2 separate regions of the Arachis hypogaea genome follow, and region 1 is linked to region 2. Evidence: chromatin contacts called from public Hi-C data. All regions are on one chromosome and are shown on one strand. Each heading gives the region's core, a stretch centred on a gene start, on an enhancer-like site or on the middle of the called end of the contact. The rest is flanking DNA. Distances are from core to core; before and after follow the strand shown.

Evidence for each region. Hi-C and Micro-C count contacts between places; a contact is called where the count stands out from the background.
Region 1: a Hi-C map of an unstated tissue shows a contact between it and region 2, with 4 times the contacts expected there. The contact joins two enhancer-like sites. A contact is called at or near these places in 4 of 8 Hi-C or Micro-C datasets (leaf and an unstated tissue).

What each region holds. Positions count from the first base shown.
Region 1 is chr20:122,969,492-122,972,191 of arahy.Tifrunner.gnm2.J5K5, reverse strand. It overlaps LOC112783423, which reads left to right. Exons shown (of 4, transcript XM_025826365.3): 4 at 1-97. Among protein-coding and RNA genes, the nearest start is that of LOC112783423, 5.3 kb to the left of the region's middle. Within about 2 kb of position 1,256, at least 1 of the 3 cell types and tissues checked has open chromatin away from gene starts, as enhancers often do.
Region 2 is chr20:122,754,507-122,757,206 of arahy.Tifrunner.gnm2.J5K5, reverse strand. No RefSeq gene overlaps it. Among protein-coding and RNA genes, the nearest start is that of LOC112786264, 46 kb to the right of the region's middle. Within about 2 kb of position 1,261, at least 2 of the 3 cell types and tissues checked have open chromatin away from gene starts, as enhancers often do.

The sequences.
Region 1 (2,700 bases), core at 7-2,506, 210 kb before region 2:
AGAAATTTTAACAATTGTTAGATTAAAGACATTCTTTATGTTTCAAACTTTACTGAGACAATAATGGACAATGGTAATAGACAATTCGACAATGCAACTTATGTGTCTTGAAGAATCTATTGTCATCTAGAATTTGATATTTTCTGGTGCCTTTACTTTCATTCTCCCATGTCCATGATTGCCTTCTTGAGCTTCCTCATTTGCATTAAGAGAATTTTCCAGTTCCTACATTTTTAACAGAATTATAGTAAGAAAATTGATCTTCAGAAACAGAAAGATATCTTGGAACTTTTGGGTTTGTATTGATTTCAACTCTCCTTTAAATTGAGAAACGCTATACGTGTAATCATTTTATCTTGTAGATTGAATGGGGTGTGAAACTCACATGGAAAGAGTGTATGTCAACTCAAAATATGACACCATTATCTTATCTTATATGAAATTCTAAAGTCCGATAAATAGTGATATCAAAAATCCAAAGTGGATTACTCCACAACTTCATGGAATTACAGAAATATCACGCTTTAAACATTCAAGCCGTTTTCATAAAAACAAAAAACAATAATCAATAGAAGTCCACTATAAAAAATTCTAGCAGAAGTCATATGGGGGAGGAATATTAAGTACAATCATTCATTAAGAAAATGTGCAAATATAAGAAAAAAAAATAATTGGAGTTTAAATATAGTTGTAATATGACAATAATCAAACATCCACAACCACATTAATAAATTTATTTTTATTAAGGGCTAGCAGCTTATTTCCACACTTAATTTACTAACGGAGAATTTAATCCATGTTTATTAAGAGAACTATATCACGTTATGGGACTTTAATTAGGTTAACACAAATTAATCAAACTTTTGGTAATAGAATTTTCATACTGGTTGTTCAATTAAGAACCCCAAATAAAAAACATGAAAGTTACTTAACTTTAATGTTATAATAAGACCTCTAAAATAACTTTTAATGTTAATCATTTATTTATAGTTATGTTAGTAAAATTAAATATTTTTTTTGAAAACTAGTAAAATTAAATCAAGTTGTATGCAAATGCAAGTAACAAAGTTTAGAAAGTCAAAGTCAGAATTCAATTTGAATTCAAGGTCATTACAAGTTTACAATTTATTGCTAAGACTACAAATTTTTTATAATATCAACTTGCACAAATTGAATTCAACATCAAAGACTCCACAACTTACATCAGCATGCGTTATAATCAATTTGGTGTCACTGCCATTACCAAATTACAAAGCTATGAAGATATAAAGATGACGTTATCAAGCAAGTGGTATTATCAAGTAGTTACAATGCAAGATTGGTTGGCTACATACACCGCCTTTGATTCTTAGCAATTAAGAAATATTATCTTGATTGAGTAATCTTGCATTCTTGCCTATAAATAGGCTTTAACTCATCTATTTTAAGGATGTGTTCCATAGAAGTTAAATGAGTATATATGGTTTTAAGATTTAAGCGATGCTTTTTTGTTCTTTTCTTTTATACGTGCTGAGTTTGAGAGATAATAAATATAGTAATGTCATTTATATAAGTGAATAATTTTCGAATCAATTAAGTGTAGATATTATATTTATATTGGTATTAGAGTTGGTTTAATTCAATATTAAGTGTTTGAGAGTTTGTAAAGTATGAAAGAATTTTTACATAATTATTGTTTGTTTCTAGATTTAGTATGATAAAGGCTTTTAATATTGTGTGATCTAATTTTAAATTAGATGAAAAATTTGATTATAGTTATTGGGAAATTTTTATGTATACTTATTTGAAGGTTCAGAACCTGTAGAATTTTATTGAACTAAGATTGTAAGAAAGATAATATGTTGTCCAACAGAAGAGAGATCAATTGGCACTATCACAAATTCATCAAGGTGTAGATTATACGGTGTTTGGCAAAGTAACAAATGCCAAAAATGTAAAAGAAGCTTAGAACAAGTTGAAGCTATCATACAAAGGTGTAGATAAAGCCCAAAAAGCAAATTTAGAGTCCTTGCGAATAGAATATGAAAGGTATGAAATGTCTAACTTAGAAACTATTGAGCAATATTTTATGTGTTATAGATCTTGTCAATAAGATGAGAGTCTATAAAGAAGATATGTCCGATAGTAAATTGGTAGAGAAAATTTTTTCGCACCATGCCGATAAAGTATGATTATGTGGTGACTACAATACTGAAGTCCGACGATATGGATACCATGATAATTGCAAAATTACAAGGAACCATGGAAAGTCACATTAATAGAATATTGGAGAAGTAAAAAAAAATCAATCGAAGAGGCTCTGAAAAGTTGGATGAATTTAAATAATGTTGCAGAATCAAGTCGTACACAAGAAGGACGAGATCGAGGTTTCAATTATCAAAGTAGAGGTAGAGGGAGTTTCAGAGGAAAGGTCATGTCAATTATAATAAAAAAAAAGTTGTAACAATTTTATACCACCTATCAAAAAAGAGGTGGAACAAATTTTAGGCTTGTCAACTGAGGAAAAGGTTGCAGCAATTTTTATCAATAAAAAACTATTTTTACTGCTTTCATTGTGAAAAGTATGGACATGAAGTAACAAATTACATATTTAGAATGATAAATATTAAATAACAATCAAGCAAATGTTGTAGAAAATCAGCATTGGAATACTGATTATAATCCATGTACTCAAACTTTAATTTTTACAAGTAATTTATG
Region 2 (2,700 bases), core at 12-2,511:
AGGTATGATTTAGTGGTTCATCTTCTAATTTTTTTTTTAATCAAAAATTAAATCGTGCATGCGATGATGATTCAAATCCTGATTTATGCATGAAAAATATTTTGTGATCATTCATTTGTTCAATTATAAATACTCATAAAACTTGCTGATGATACAGTGTTATGAAATATTTTCACTAAAAAATTAAACGATTAAATAAATGTTTTTTTTTAATCCAAAACAATTACTATTTCGTAGAATATGTGTAAAAAAAAGATATTGAGAGTGAAAAGGACGGGTATCCCAATTGAGTAGGGTGGAAGACGAAAATGTGAGGGGTCACAGTCGATGTTGTCTCTATGGACTATGGCCACAATTGCACTTTGATAGTGATTGTCGGCGTTATTCTAAAGCTACACGTATATATTTATTTTCATCCTAATAATTATCCAACATTCTTACCTCACACACCTCTCAAATCAATTTTAATGGATGATTAACTGTTTCAACAGTATTATTAATTTATATTTATGAATAATTAATAAATTTGATACAAATTAATAATAATAATGTATGGAATAATAATATTTTTTAAAAGAAAATTCATTCAATAATAAGTTAAGGTGGCTACTCCAATGAAGATTTAATGATTGTCATCATGTGAAGATATATCATTTTGACCATTGGATGATAGATTGTAGGACTTGATTTTATTTGAAGTAAAAGTGTTACCTTTATTTAAAGTGTTGCAAAATAAATAAGTTACACTTTTTAAACAAGGATCATCATGAGAAGATGTTTTTGGCATCTTCATGGGAGTAGCTGCCGTTAAGTTAATTATGACATTATTGCATGCAATTAGACTACTATAGTTATATATATATATAGTGTCACAACCTTCGTTTTCTTCTTGTGCTTGCTAGCTGTGTGTCACTTTTATCAAATAATGATATCATTCGTACATTCATATGGCCGTCCACAAATTATTAATAGAAAAAATATATTTACATACTTTTTTACGTAACTTTTTTATATTTTTATCATAGAAAAGATATGATTTTTTTTTTATTTTCTCTAATTTTTAATAAAATATAATTAAAAAAGAATATATACAACATCCCTCATTAAGTCATTATTGAGGTTTGGATAAGAGAGATGTCTATTCTTCAGCAGTTATTGTGTTGTTAATTATGTAGGCAATGGATGGAAAAGACAAAATATTTGAGAGGTGAAAGTAAGGTTATCTGCATGATGAGAACCATATTGTCCTTCTACATTGTTTAATTGCCTTTTTCTAATTTAGATGAGAAATATTGTACGTGTAATTACTTAACTTTGTGATTCCTCCCTCAGCTCCTTTCAACAATCACAAAACTTTGATGAGACGCACTACTCTTTATACACACTAAGAATTAATTTTTAAATCAATCACTGTCTATTATATATAAATATATATTATTTAATTTATTTTTAATATATATTTTATATAAATAATTAATTTAATAACTGAATTTTATGTGCACATAACATGATTGCAGTTAAATATATTACATTATATTAGCCAAAGTTTGATGATAACGCGTTGACAAGAAATTAAATAAACGAATGAATTTTATGAAAAATATAATTTTAAATTGTTTAGCATATTATTATGTGTGATAATAACATGTTAATATTAATTATTAGTTTTAACAAAACCTAACCCTCCTCTTCCTCCCCCTCTCAAAAAAATAAATAAATAAATAAATAAAATAAAATAAAAAGTAAGAAAATTAAAGAATTGTTTCTATGGTTCCTTTCCTTAGGAGAGAAGCGAGTCAAGTTTCTGCTTGAAGAGGCTACATTTTAGTTTAACTAAAGCTCAAATTTAACATATTTAACAATAATAAAGTTATAATCTTCAGATTTATTAATAAATCAAATTAATAACTCAGAAATCAATTTGGCTCACTTTCAATCTTAGGAGTCATTTGCAAGCAACAAGTTTAAGGAGGTTGTTTCACTCACTCTTATATGACAATATTGTCATAAATCATTTTGTTATTATAATACTAATTTTTTGTTTAAATTCATAAAAAAAGACATATAAATGGTTATATTTTTTAATATATTTTTTTAAACAAAAATTTTTTTAAATTTGTTTAAATTTTTGTATGATTTTTTTTTTGTCTTATTCTATTTTCTTCTTTTAGAATTAACAAAGATTGAATTTTAAATCTTTCAGGTCATAGAAATTTTAATACTATGTCATGATTAGAGATGACAATAGATATTCATGGAGCAGATATCCCTTCTCCACCCCGTTTCTATTTAAGAAAATACTCCGTCACGATCCTCATTTAATTCTCTCCGCAAAGACACAAATATGGTATATGTATCTATTAATAACCTTTATAAAAGAAACCACGAACAAATATATATAATATAATCGAATACAATTCAATCAAATTTATCATGTTAAAACACAATTCAAACACAAATTTAATATATCTACATATACATTAAAAAAATAAAATAAAAATAATTTCCAGTAAAATATTATAACATAGCTTTTATATTTAAGTAAGGGTATTTAGCAATTTCACCCGTCGCTAGGATTTGGCGGGTCTCTTTGAAGCAGATACCTCTATTCTCATCTCCGTCCTTGTTTATTCGTGGGGCAGCTCTTCGTTCTTGTGGAAATTTTGCAAGTCTCTGTTAAATCCCCCCATTCCAAATAAT